Regions from separate parts of the Anser cygnoides genome. Here region 2 is linked to region 1. A link is a contact called in public Hi-C data. All regions are on one chromosome and are shown on one strand. The core of a region is the stretch at or near the end of the contact, and the rest is flanking DNA. Distances in the headings are between cores, read along the strand shown. Region 1 overlaps LOC125180505 (a long non-coding RNA gene). Region 2 overlaps LOC106042062 (a long non-coding RNA gene).

Region 1 (7,410 bases), core at 2,383-4,882:
TAAGTATAATAAATAATACTACCAAGCCTGGGGAGATATTTCTCTTCATTAATACATTTCAAAGGACTCCAACAGAAATATAAGGCTGGAGAAAATGTCAGGAAATCATTTGGTCTATCCCACACCACCAAGACATGATGAACACACCTAACCTGCCTTGCCAAATGTTTGTCTAACAGGTTTTCTTTAAATAACAAAATAAAAAACTGCCCAAGCTACAAGGACTTCAAGGCTTCATTATGTGTTCACTATTGCTAAAGTACTCCTTGGACAGCTTTTCCAGATTTTCCTTGGTGCCAAGACCCACGCCCCTTTTGTTTGCCCCAACTCTGTCTGCACAGCAAAAAAATAACTGCCATTTTACTTACAGAAAACTTTTAACCTTTCAAGAATTCCCTTCTTAGTCTTCTCTAGGCTAAAAGATTTTCTTCAACTTTTACTCATATAACGTATTTTCTAAACACGTTAACTTTCTTCTTGTTGGATCTTCCCAGTTTGTCCACATTTCTTAAGAGTGGTGCCAGGGATGAACTCGGTACTCTCAAAACTTCTTACTGCTTTATAAAGTGATCAGGCCAGCAGCTCTGTTGCTCATGGCTAAAGGAAACGAGCAGTGAGATAATCCAAGTTGTCTTGACAATCAAGGCACTACAGCACTTGGCTTGCTTGGAGGTTTTGTCCACAAACACATGCAGATTGAGAACTGTGGCACTACGTGCTAGCATGGCAAATTTATAACTTGTTTGAGGATCTTTCAGGATATACAAGATAGATGGGTCAGTAATCCTCTGAGTCCTTTATTTTTCATTTTTTAAAGTATATATCTTATGTTTGTCTCGGAACAACGTCCCTTCCCCAGCTAATTCCTTTGTGCTTACCTTAGGTGAACCGTGGCAGGCAGGAAAGCTGCCTCACCGGGAGGACAGCTTTCTCCAAAGAGAGTGACGGCAAAGCCAGGGGCAGGAGCTCATGTAGCTGGAGCCCCAGTCCTTCAGCCCATTATCCTGCATTATCCAAAGGAACTCACTTAAAGGAATTACAACTCTCCATGTTTTTGAGTGCATATGTATTCTGTTGTTTCACATGTGCTGTGTCTCTTTTAATTATCTTTGAATAACTTGCATAATTCAACCAGCCGGTTCCAGGGAACTAGAGATCTCTGGCTTGCAAAAAGAGGGCTGTAAATCAACGAATTTCTTGAGCACTCATTTGTGAGATGTGTCAGACAGAGCCCAGGCCAAGGGCAGGGAGCACAGGAAAGCTAGGAATACAAAGGAGATGCTGTCTGCAGTGTAGCAGGAAGTTATATTTAGAAAGGTGGAAACATCAGCCTTCGGTAGGAGGTGTGCTAGGCTCAATGTTTGAAATATTATTTACACACTACATCCAGTCTCCCTCATGTCACACCTGACATGGGAAGATGTCCCTTGGCCCCAGAAGAAGACTTTTTCAGACAAGTGCTCCCTGAGGCCACTCTCGCTGCTGGAGAGATCAGCTGTGACAGGACCCAGTGGGTGAGGGATGCAGAAAGATCCCCCCAAAAGGGTGAAATATTTCTTCTGTAGTGCTTGCAGACTGATAAGGAGCCATACTGCAGTGAATACTCATGCATGCACTCATTGAACATCAGCTCCCTCTACTGTAAATACACTGCTACACGCTGCTGTCCCACCCCACCGCCTCCCAAAACAGCCAATTTTGGCAAGTGCACATTGCAACCCTACTCCGAAGCACTGTGACTAAGGGCATGGAAAAAATGCTTCCTGCAGAACAGGCAGGCAGAAAGACAGCATGGATTTTTCTTTTCAGTTCTTGTGGTTGTAATAATTGGGTTTTCAATCTTTCTGTATGCTGCAAATATCCATCTCTAGTTTGTCTCAAAACTAGAATAAATTTCATGATCTTTATCTAATATTTTGCAAACAAATGTAGATTACAGTCTACAGAACGGTCTGCTGCAATAGCTGCAGTCTTGCCTCTAACAGCCACAAGAGTCATCTGTTATAAAAAAATGTAATAGTTGGATCTTAAACTCTGCTGATCATTATCCGACTTATGATGTTTTGTCTTCCTGAAAAGGTTAAAAATCTGACAAGTCTCAATAGCTGATGGCCATACCCATCTATACCGAGGGCTATTCTTGGCTCCAGCAGAAATTAGAGACGTTTGCAGCTCAGCTCAGTAACACAGTCCCATTAACTGGTCAGTTTTACTCAAAAGTATGACTCAAAAGGAGAGAAATTGTTGTTCAGACTGAATTCAATTAACAGTTTGAGCCCAAAAGTATGAAAGGTTGGATTTTTTTCAGAGAAAGTGAAATATTTTTGTTTTGAAATTGACCTTATATTTTAATGTTAGACTAAACAAAAGTTTAATTTTGAGATTAAACCGGTGCTTGTGGTTTTACTTGGCATGAGATCCAATTAAATGATCAAAGTCTCAGAAGTCGGCCAAGAGATCAAGGAAGATGAGGAGAGCAGAGAGGCCCTGAGACTTGCCCGAGAATGGATAGCCAGAGCCTCTAGTGAAATTTTAATGTAATGGAAAACACAGACACTGGATCAGAAAGAATCCAGACAACCGGAGAAGTGATCAATAACCTATCCATGAAAATGGCCCATTTATTGATTGTTAAAAAATAAGGAGCAGGAAGAAGATATTAAAGTAATATGACAGGAGATGGAGAGCCGAGTGTTGAGACTCTAATTTGTTTGAATGTTGAAGAACAGAGGCAAGGAAGAAGATGAAAGAGCGAGAAGGGATGAAAATATGATCAAGACAGGTCAGCTCACAGACAAGGAAGCATCAAGGGGATGGCTGAAAGCACTGGCAGTAGGGGCAGCAAATATCTCAAAGTATGGACTGTGAGGGGTGGCCAGACCACGGGGAAGGGGAAGGGGAAGGGGAAGGGGAAGGGGAAGGGGAAGGGGAAGGGGAAGGGGAAGGGGAAGGGGAAGGGGAAGGGGAAGGGGAAGGGGAAGGGGAAGGGGAAGGGGAAGGGGAAGGGGAAGGGGAAGGGGAAGGGGAAGGGGAAGGGGAAGGGGAAGGGGAAGGGGAAGGGGAAGGGGAAGGGGAAGGGGAAGGGGAAGGGGAAGGGGAAGGGGAAGGGGAAGGGGAAGGGGAAGGGGAAGGGAGGACAGGACACCTGCCTGGCAGTGCGACCCACGTACATGGCCTAGAGAGATTGGAGAATGCCCCGGCTTCTTGCAGGATCCTGTACCCTGTTGTACGGAGGGTCACAATCTCATCTTTAGCCGTGGGCCCTCTAGAGTCCCGGAAGGCAGATAACAAGAGAAAAGAGATGAAAAGCAGAAAGTGAGTTTGATCAGTTTAGTGTTAACTTTGTGCCATGCCTTTGATAGGAACAGAATAGTCAAAGCAAATAAAGCTGCTTTGAAATAGGAATTGGCAGGACAAACTATAGCGAGTACATGAGAGGAACTGTATCAGAATTATGCCACAACTCATTAATCTGTATCACAGTAATAATGTTACTTTAAAGTTAGCACCAGAGTTTCAAAGCAGAAGGTCTTCTGGATCTCTAGCAACTCACTGCGAACCCTTTGCAGCTAATCAGTATCATTGCTTCAAAAGAAATTAAACTGTCTCCACCCAGCAACTCTACTGGCATTTGATCTACAATTGGCTTGAAGTTAAAAATTAATTACCCTTACAACATATTGATTACATGACTATAAACATAAAAGCAGCAGCCCAGAACAATGTACACTGACCCTCTGTTGGAACAGCATGTTTGTTTTCAAAAGGAAGCTAATTAAGACAAGTTCCCCAGAAGAAGGCGGCTGTGGTAAAACTCAAACCAACAGTGCCATCTAGTGCATCGCTCGGCTCATGAAGATCATTCCTTATTTCGCACAGATCATTTCTTATTTCGTGTTTCCCGATGCTAACTAAAAAGGGCTGATAAATCACTATCGTGCTCGGTATGCCTGAAGTCCCAAGGCTTGCCACTGGAGAATACACGGCTTCCAGAAGAAGGAAGTCTAACATCATATTTACATTTTGGTAATTAATAAAACTATAAAGCTAAATCTATTTGATTAGTACTGTTGCTGCGAATTAACTGAAATCAATAAAAGTTTTACATTGGCAATAGCTCTCAGGCTTCTAGGCTGCTGTGCTTCAAAGTAAGTTTGCTGGAACGTGTCTGTGTTGTCTTTAGATGGTATCTCTGTAATACACTCTGAAATAGATTGGATAAGAATCTCTGGATATCCTTCATGATCTTTTATTAGACGTGTATGTGTACATACCAATGAGCAAAGACTGAAAGCAGAAAAAGCACCATTTTATTTTCTGCAGTGTAGCGTCCGTTTAGGATCTGCTAAATATACCCCTTGCTAATGGATACTAATTGTTTTATATCAGAAAAATGTAAGGCACTAACTCTTTGGTTTTTGTCCGTGTGTCACTGACAAAGTGTGGAGGACTTCCTTCTAAATCCATTTACCTAGATCAGAGCCCCCGAGAGGAGTCCTCGCAGAAGTAACAATTTCAGGGCACTGCTCTCAAATTTTGTTGTCGCCCGATTTTACGCTTCGTTTAAGACACACCATTTCTCTGGCTGATTCAATGTCTCCTATTATTAGAAACTGCTCCCTTTCAGGAACACTGAACCCTGGCTTGGCTTCCTTTTCCCAAAACTCTGCGGAGACCTCTCAGTGCATCTGGCATTGTACTTGGCACTCTGCACTCCCTTAATGTACGCCCATTGTCAGCTCCTACACGGATCACCTTATACTACAAAAGAGAGCCTAAAATAAAGACCGTATATCCTGCAGCAGGAAAAGAAAGATTATGATCTCCGTGCCAATTGCCTCAGCCTCCTTTCTACCCTGAGGAGTTGTATTTCACTGTGGGTTTTTTGCACCCCTAGCCTGGTGTCACTAAGCCCTAATCCATACCAACCAGCGTCAGGCACGTCTCGGATGACACTGGGCGCACAGATGTCGGCTGCACCGACGTCAGGCAGGCATCCCTGAGATTTTGCAGTTTACTCAGGACTGAAATTCCTCTCTGTCTTCCTCATCAGTTCCTCCCCTGACATTAGGGGAACAGCTCCACCCACACCCAGTGAAGCAGCTTCACTATTTGTTTTGGTTTTCCTTTTGTTTTGCTTTGCTCGGCTAACAGAAATTCCCATACATGTTAACATTAAAACAAAACCCTCTGGGGCTGCCACAGAGCTAGCCCATTTTACCCTCTCCGCTGCACCTGGAGCCAAGGGCAGGCAGCAGCAGCCCCATTGCAGGGCTGGCCACCAGCAGGGGACCCTACCAGGCCCTCCAGCGCACACACTGCAAATTCCCAGCCTTGCCAAGTTAAGAGGGCTGGAACAGATTTTTATGGCTTGACAGAGGATTTGCTAACAGCCCGTTTGAAAAATCCTCCCCTGGAATGCAGCCCACAGTCAAAGGCAAGCTGCATTGCCCCGAAACTGTAAGGGCCAACATGCTCAAAGGAAAGAAAATGGCATCAGATCTGTTGCCCTCTCCTCCCCACCTTCCCACCTTCCCATCCCTTTCCTCGTTCTTTTCTTTCTTTCCTGGCTGGCAGGAAAGCACACGAGGCAGGGAACAATGGTGGCAGCAGCAATCTAATGCGACTCAGAGCAAAGAAAGAAAAGGTTGTGACTAAAAGGAACATAAGGCCAAGAAATAAATAAGCAGCGATGCAGAGCTAAAAGCTGCCAGAAATGAACAAATATAGGTCCAACCATCAAGAGCGACACAAGGGATCGGCCAAAAACCAGCATCCATCACTGTGCAAGGACACATGGTGAAGCTGGACTCGGCTACGGCAGGTCTGCAAATACATCCAGCTAGGTTCAGAAATAGCTTTTCATGTCACTATGTCAGCAAGCCGCCCATGGAACAGCAGTCCATCCATGTCTCACCCCCTCCGGCTATTATCATTCCTTCTGTGGTTTTCATAGGTTATGAAAGTCTCACATCCTGCCACCAACCCGTCCACATTAAATTTTCAAGAAGGCTCTTTGTCTTCTGCTGTGTTGTGCTTTCAACATCTGTAGAGGCTCCTTGCTGTTCTCTTTTTTCTCTAAAAATGACTTTTGATGTGAGGGCCACAAAAATTTGAAAAAGAATAGTCAGAATAGAGACTCCTCTCCATCATGCTAGATGATGTTACCTTAAACCTTTAGACATCCCACCTCTGTTTGTACCTCTTTGTCATCTCATCCTAGTGATCACAACAGGGATAAGACTTTTTTTTTTTTTCTTGCTGTATATCCTGATCCAACATAAGAGACTGAAAACAGAAGTTCAAAATCTTCTGCTGAGGAAGGAAGTAAAGCTCTGTATTTGCACTAACTTTCCACAGATTGAAAGAGCCTAAGCTTACCATCTGGAGAGAAAGTATATGAGGCTTTCTTTCAGACTAATGATCTGTACCAGTCAGGGATATCATTATAACTGCAGCAACAGGAGTTAAAGCAGACACAGAAATAGTAAGTGCGATCTCTGAAAATTAGAGAACTGGTTAACACACATGTGGAATACAAGTTTGTTCCCTTTCCAGAATCAAATGTATTTTCTTTGGTTCAAAATAGTTCATCTAGATACCGAAATTCCTTAGTGAGTTACTAATTACTACCAAAATACAGTTCTGGTTTTATTATTTTCCATTCCCAATTAGTTCACATAAAATGCTTGTTACAGGGCCAGAAAGAGGAAAATGGCAGCATTTTTTTTTTCTCAGAGTAAGCATAATGTTTTACTCCTCTATGTATTTACGGAACAGGAAGAAATGAAAACAGTGTAATCTGACTTTTAATCTTTGTGTTACTTTTGTTTTGAGTTGTCCTCCTTAACCAAAAGATTATGTCCAGGGGGGCGTTACAGTGGGATGCATTTCCTCTGGTTTTGCATTAGGCTTCTGTCAGTCATCTTTCATCCATGTTTAGATGCAGGGAGAATGGGATTGACTATCCCTATGTCTCAAGTTATTGCAACAAAAACAAACAAACAAACATATTTTTTCTCTTTTTTACAAACTTCTCAGGAATAGACAGAATTATGAACTTAACAAATTCTTTTTGCCATAGAAATACTCAATAGTGGAAATCCTCTGGGGGAGTTTTCTTCTGTGTAATCTGTTGAATAAAGAGCTGTCAATATGTAGCCTAGGAAGCCACTCACAGCAGACTACAAAACAAGTATGAAATACAAGGACGGATAATTCCCACATTCAGCTTTGTTATGCTTGTGATATTAATTTTGCTCTTTGCAGTAGACCTGTGTACCATTAGACATCTCAATTCAGTGTAAAATTGAGGCCTCAAAATAAGAAAATGTTTTTTGAGGTCAAACAAGATGAATGTTAACTTGAGACAATGTACAGACGTAAAACTTGCATTCCTGTCTGCACACA
Region 2 (7,330 bases), core at 475-2,974, 120 kb before region 1:
CAGGAGAGTCTGAGCACACAGAAGCAGGTGGTCAGTTCATGTTTTTCAATTTCCATTGTGCTCAGCACTTTGTATATGCATATCTCAAGTGCAGTCATTTATAATGTCATAAGCATAAGTTTAAAACAAAACCATTCTTCTACTGCAGCACCGACCAGCTCTCTGACAGAATTAGCATAGCTCCTTGAAAGGGGAGACTGGTTAATGATATGCAAACTCTTCTTATTATACTGGTTTCTGACAGTTTTTTTTTTCTTTTTTTTTTGTGAGAACTGGCCATTTACCGGACAACATTTCATGTTTTTCAAAAAGCAGATTACCAGAAATCTAATTATGTTTTTTTTTTTCCTTAAAGCAGATTACCAGAAATCTAAATCATCTTTTTATTTTTTATTTTTTTCCTTAAAAAAAACAAACACAAAACAGTTCAAGATTGTCCCTGTGGTGGTTCATGAAAGCTTTAGCTGTCTCCAGTCCCCTCTGTTGGCCAGGTTTTCTAGCTGGGCTAGATATCATATAATGAGTCCTGCAGCAGGTCAGTAACAGGGAAAAAACCACCAAGGGAGGAGCGGTTTGTTTAAGAAGCCCACACAACTGAAGATTTTGGAGCGTGAAGCGTGCAGACTATTGCTCTCATGAGACACTTGAGGTATCAAAACAAAACCATTTTCAATTGAAAACATGAGCTTCATTTTTCATCATAAAGCAGAATTTTCATTAAGAAAAATTATTTCCGAGCAGCTCCAAAAACAACAGTCCAGTGGCAAACACAGTTCAATGGCTTATTAAAACCAAAGTGCGGAATTTGCATGTTATGAGATTGGGGCACATCCAGGATCTTCTCGGAAAAAAAGAACCAGGGGACCTTTGCTAATCATTAACAGCCATAGATGCCAGTGATAACACCTCGTCCAAAACCTGTTACCTCCAAAACACTGCACCTCCCTAAGACCTGGTGAAGTAGGAAACCAGGAGGGGTTCAGGGGAATCTCAGCAACTAATAAATGTTTATTTTTGCCAGAACTCCTTTCCTTCGCCATCAAGCAAATGATTCAACGTGCATACCTCCTTCTCTATCTGCATTATGATGGAACAGCCCTTCCTACATCTGATTGCCGCTGTTATCAGCGAGCACTGAATCACAGACAAGGTGCATGTTAGCAAGGAAGGTGTCAGACATTTTCTGAACTGAAGCGGCTCCCCAAAGCACGTGTTTGAAAACCCAAATGAGTGAAGGACAGCCAATCGAAGTAGTTTAAGGTCATTAAAAAGCTCTTGTTCCTTAACACCAGGCAGCTGTGGTTGTTTACTGCCATCAGTTTATTGGCAGCTGTGAACTCGTAAAGGCTCTCAGAAAGCAGGCACTAGCTTAGGGTCATATCGAAGTATCTTAATGAAGATTTTCCTACAAAATATTTGCTACCCAAGGGCTGTAACATTCAGGACCTTCTTTTCAGCACTCTCAGAGAGTATGTGAGGATGGCACGAAATGACACAGCACCTAGTAGCAGAAGGTGGGTGAGCACCCCGAGGGCAAGCACACCGAGCTGGATCTGGCCCCACCGGCTGGCACCCTGCCGGAGCACTGCCGTCTGCAGAGGGCTGCGGACAGACAGGCGGCGGGGATGGACAAATGGACAAAACAGCTGGGAGTCTGTCTGTCATTGCCATGACAGACTGAATGTGTCAGCAGCCCTGGGACGGGGAAAGGCTGACCGGGTGCCTCAAGGAAGGGTCAGATAACAGAGACAGTGGCTTGCCAAGAGTAGAAGCTTGATCCAAAGAGGAAAGCCTCTAATAGCTGGTCAAATCTGCATAATAGGTCAAAAATCTGCAGGAAAAGTCCCCCATTAAAGGATTACAGTTGCAGAGCTGTCTAACAGGGGGATATGTGAGCCTTACAACATTGCCATTCACTAAACTTCCTATTACTTTTTCTAGGCTTTTTCAAGCTTTCGAGACAGATGTTCTAACAGAAGTTCTGTACTTAAAGAAACAAACAAAGGGAAAAAAAAAAGGAAATGAGAAAAGGTGGGAAAAAAAGAGGTTAAAATTACCAATAATTCATTTCTAAGCCCTCTGGTGTTTGCTGAGTTGAATTTTTTAAGCAGAAATTATGAAGATGATAATATACTAATAGTTTATAGTGCTTAGTTCTATCTTTTTATATTCAGTCTGCCTTAGACCTAAGAAGATCTGTTAGATTCAGGCTCCTTTCACAGGAGGCCAGGCCTGGGCAAGGGCGTGCGGCTGAAAGAGCAGGCTAGGCACTTAGGTAGCCATTCTCCTGCACGCCTCTGAAGCAGTGTGCTGCATGTCACTCAGCCGTGCACGCCCTTACCTCCTCAGGGAAGAGCAGAGTTCTGGAAAATTCACTTTATTTGCAAACGCGCATGGAGCAGATCAGCCAGGCACAGCACGGAGAAATATTAGTTGGACACAGGCTGTCACGGCTCCTTGCATCTACCTATGACAACCATAATAAATACAACACTTAGGTGAAATTGCTGACTCCCTCGTCTTTTGGTTTTAAAATACAATAGTGATATCGACTTCAGATCTTGCCCGATTTACTTTAATTTGAGCCAGGCCTCTACAGAAAGCTGTTGCCCAGGTAACAAATGCCGCGCACCATAATAAGGCAAATTGCTGTTGAAATAAATAGTAATTACAGCCCCGGTTTCAAGAGTATTATCTTTCTTTTTATTTTCAGCTGGCCTCAGGCAAGGCTGCAGGCGCTGGCTTTGCTGGGAGTGGGAGCGTGCACCCCTTCCCGGCCCCTGCTGCAGCTCTGGTCGTGTGTGTATAGATGCCTTCCAAACGATATTTATTTCCTCAAGGGTACCTCGGTACTGAGCGTAAACACCAGGAGCAAGAGCCGCTGCTGTTTGGGCTCAGCATCTCTCAGCAGCGTGCTCACAGAAGCACCACCAGCCTCAGCACACCCAGGACCTCGCGGCCTTTCTGCGGCACCCCGCGGAGCCGTGCCCTGCCCTCGGCCTTGTGCACCAGCTCCCTCCCCTGAGCGCGGGGCTTGCCCCGCATACGTGGCTCTCCAGCCCATAGCTCGGTGACTCACAGACAAGCATGAGCTTGAAGGAGGGCAACGAGTGACTAATGCTGTCGTGCCTAGCATTGATGTATTTGCGCTCAGAAGGTATTTGCACTGGAAAAGCAGATGTGGAAGGGAATCTGGGTGGGTGCTCTCATTTTTTCCCTTCTTCAACAGTTTTTGGTTGAGTGTAGCCCTCTCATCATGTACCACAACCAGCCCTGGACCAGCCACAGGAGCACCCCTGCAGGGACACGGGGAGGTCTGTGTGGGGTAGCACCAACCACAAGAAGCACACCGTCACCCCCCCCGGGATCCCCACAGCCCCACCACCCTACGTTCCACCTTGCTCTGTAGTCATCAGGGACCTGAGCAAGAAAAACAACTGCTGAGTGGATGCGTGAGGAGAAAACTGCCATGAGACCACAGGAGAGATGCCGTCACCCCATCACAGCTGGGAGCTGTCAGCAAACACATCTGCTGGCAAGGGGTATAGAGCCTCCCTGCTTAGACCTGGTGCCCACAGCGTGTAAGAAGGATGCTCACTCAGGTTTTCACTCCACGCAGCAGCTCCTGTGCCATCTGCAGATGGGGACTGATGCTCCCCAGTGTCCCTCTGCAGGGAGTGGGGAGCAGAAGACAATCCTTCTATTCAGCTATAGAAGGTGTCTGTCCAGAAAGAGGAATTGCAAGTCCTCCCCTAAATATACTTGCTAGATTCTACTGGCACCAGATTTACTGGGCTGTAATGAATTTTAAAAAAACAAGCTGCAGTTCTCCAAGGCTGACAGAGCTCATAAGTGGTGGTACTGTCTTTAAACATTCTTCAAGTTAATGATCTTCCTGTGATTTCCCTGGTGTTTCCACCTCTGTCATATGTTTGCTGCATAGACCTTACAGCCATTCTGCCTGATAAACTACCATAGATCCCAAATTAATAACAGTGGTGTGACAGCAGCCAGGGAAGTGAAAGGATATGGAAAATAAATGTTAAAAATGTCACTTTGTTTAGGAGAAGCTTAAGTGAGGGTGGACTTGGCTTGGGGTGGAAGGGGTAAGGCCAGTCATCCCCTTGGCTTCTGCTCCAGCCTCGGAAGGAGCTGGAGTCCATGGGGAGACCCCTGAGCAATCACGTCTTTGCATGGCTCAGATTTGGTCCAGGCTCCTTTCAGATGGAGCCAGAAGCACATTGTGTGCATCCTCACACGCCTATTCCTGGTAAGACCTGCACACCTCTTTGGAAATTCAATAGGAGCTTTGAAAACAAACTGAGCTGCAGCGGTAGACACTGTGGTGTAACCTCTGGGCTTCTTCCCAGGCAGTGTGTGCTCGGTCAGACTCTAAAAGCACATTGAAAATAAAAGGATCAGCCATGGAAAGTGAATTTTCACCTACTTTGGCTACTTTTTGAGACTTCCAAAAATGTGCAGAACACAGATTCATTGCTCCATTGAGAAAGAATGACATTTGCTACAGCTATCAGCCCAGCTTGCTTAATGAGCCCTGAAAGTACTTAAAATGTGCTGGTTTGTGCACGCATGCATGCATGTCCTGGAGGGCAGGGAGGCAGAGGGAACCAGAGACTTCTTATCAGAAAACACAGCCTGTTTTTTTACGGAGTTTGACACACACAATCTTATCTAATTATTCAGAACATTTAACATCACCTAACTCCAGATAAGGATCTCTTTCCTCCTCCACTGCCCTCTCTTTGCTGAAACTTAATACACAGCGACTAACACGGCACAAAACCGTCTCACTGAGCTTGGAGATGCAAGACGACAACTCGTGACCTTTGCCATTGATCGCCAGCCAAGTTACATACGTCGAGGAGTCTCGGCAGGCCAACATTTGTCACCGCTCTGACAGTGAAATACGGCTCAGCCCATTGTTCTGCAGAAGTGCAACAGCAGCCTCAGCCCCCGGCTGGTGGCAACGAGGGGCAGCTTGCTGGATATCGCCCGGTGTTCCCCGGGAGACCCTGATGTGCTGTGCACCCTGGATAATCTGTTGGGCCTGGGAGAGGACACAGCCATTGGGGCTGTGGGAGAGCTTGGAACATCTCTGGAAACCGGGAGCTCCGGCACTGCCAGCTCTGAAAGGGTGAACAAATGTCATGCTTTGAGAAAGGCTATTATAGCTTGGAAGAATAAAAACCCTTCCCCACCAGGGCCCTGTATTTCTGCAGTAGGCTGCTGCTTATGAATCCTGTGCTCTCCAAACTGGGGGTTGTTGACTCTCTCCTGTGCACATTTCGTTTAGCCAAGGGAAAGAAACTCTGAATCAGACTGTTTACTTGGGTGTAGCTGCTCTTCCACTGTGCTGGCCAAATTTGCCTTGTAGGCTTAGAAAAATAGCTAAAGGCCAACCAAGCTGCCAGACAGCTATTCTTCATCATTTGGTGGCCACAACTGAATGGGTACAATTGCGAGGACATTTTGCACCGTGTGAAATAGGCGTGCATGCAGACCAAGCAACTGGACGCTTAATCTGATTTCTGCTGTGTGGGAAAGCTTTTTGCCTCCAATTACTGTCTTCACGATAGGATCTGAGTGTTCTGACTCCTAAATTAATGTCCTTCAAAGCATTTAATGATGGAGATGCAGCTAAAAAAACTCGTGCCTTTCCACATTTCTGCAGATGAGTATACCAGAACACCTACATTTTGGCAACACTGAACTCAATGAGCACGCATCTGTCATTTAAATCTAGTAGCACTACTCCATACCTAGTCCCAGAATATGGTGGTCCTTGCCCGTCACTGAGGACTGACTTGACAACTGAAAATACCACAGAAACCATGCTGTGATAAAGACGTGGGGATACCCCATTAGTTGATGGAGATACCCTATTAATTTTCTGATTTAAAAAGCATCTGCCACTATTTGGGATGGCAACAGTCCTTTTCTGTTAACTGAAGTAAAACTGTGAGCCATATGGAGACAGATCCCAACTTTCCAAGGTTTCCAGGCTCCCAGGCCACCAGGCAGTACTCTGAAGTGGTGCCTTCGTATTTTTTAACATCCTAGGCTGCCAGGTTTATCTCACTTCTGATTCCATATTTAAAAGTGTAGCAGCTGATATGCTCTGGTAAAAGAATAAAAACATTAATTCTAAGTACAAATATTTGTACTTCTGCTTCTAAGCACTATGGTATTTGACACTGCTCGAATTAAAGCCCCGAGTGTTAATCCGAGGCTCTCGTAGCAGCAATATGAATACAGGTTTTCTTCTTTGTTTTCCCAGTAACCTTAACCATTCCCTATCTAGAAACAAAAATTCTTCCCTAGGATGCCTCCATGATTTCTGGCTCTTCAAAGGACTATTGCTCTGGTAAATCCAGTAAGAACTCTCTTGTCGCATTTATAAGACTGACCATTTCTCTTTTTTGTGTTTAGCAACATATCATTTCAGAATGAGGAAGAAAGGGGTTTGTTCGGTGCAGTATTTTTCTGTTTTGGTCATTGATCTTAAAAATATATATATTATTAATTATGGTTTTTTTGTGTTTTTTTTTTTTTTAATCATGTTATTATTTGTAAACTCTAAAATCAGTTCAGTAGATTAGTACCCCTAAAAATTTGACTGTAGAGCAGCAGCCAGGAGAATATAATGAATACTGTGTCATGTAGACAGAGGGGTCCACCCAGCCCACTACTCCGTCTGACAACACGTTACATCAGAGGCCTAGGAAAGGGCATAAAACAAGGTCAGCACACGCTAATGCATCCTCAGCCCCAGCAATTTGAAGGTGCTGAGCTTCAGTTTGCATATCACAGACCTTGGTGGGTTTGTCTTGCTTGTTTTTTTTTCAGGAGGGAAAAGTCATGCATAAGACTAGAAAATACACTGAGGAAATGAGATAAATATCAGAACTCTGCTAAAGTCAATAGATTTACATTTGAATAAAACCGGTAGAAGGAGAAAAATAAAGGTACGTTTTAAAACAGACTATGGATAGGCAGAATAAATTGTCTTGACTGAAATCAACAGGAATACGTCATGGTAATGTTTTATCCATCTCTGAGCCAATTCCCAGCTTCAGAATGTAAACTCTAATTACTCTATACTTTTCTTCCATAATGTTGAACTGCACTCTTCTATTTCATTTCATTTCAGCACTTTAGGGGTGTTTTATCACATAAACAGTAAGACTATAGCCGTGCAGTATACGTTTTCATTTCTGTTTGAAAGCAAGCTAATATATCTTGGATATAATGCACGTCGTATGAGAAATAAATAAGATTTCTATTCATGTGCTTTGTGGGTAGGGGTCAT

What was found. Hi-C and Micro-C count contacts between places; a contact is called where the count stands out from the background.
Region 2: a Hi-C map of liver shows a contact between it and region 1, with 18 times the contacts expected there. The contact joins two enhancer-like sites. A contact is called at or near these places in 5 of 7 Hi-C or Micro-C datasets (fetal liver, granulosa cells and liver).

Annotation. Positions count from the first base shown.
Region 1 is chr1:27,566,748-27,574,157 of Taihu_goose_T2T_genome, reverse strand. It overlaps LOC125180505 (a long non-coding RNA gene), which reads right to left. Exons shown (of 3, transcript XR_007159078.2): 3 at 7,001-7,410. Among named protein-coding and RNA genes, the nearest start is that of CAPZA2, 14 kb to the right of the region's middle. Within about 2 kb of position 3,632, at least 1 of the 3 cell types and tissues checked has open chromatin away from gene starts, as enhancers often do. A contact at or near this core is called in liver, where this site is marked.
Region 2 is chr1:27,688,750-27,696,079 of Taihu_goose_T2T_genome, reverse strand. The region is part of intron 3 of LOC106042062 (a long non-coding RNA gene); the gene reads left to right. Among named protein-coding and RNA genes, the nearest start is that of MET, 21 kb to the right of the region's middle. Within about 2 kb of position 1,724, at least 1 of the 3 cell types and tissues checked has open chromatin away from gene starts, as enhancers often do. A contact at or near this core is called in liver, where this site is marked.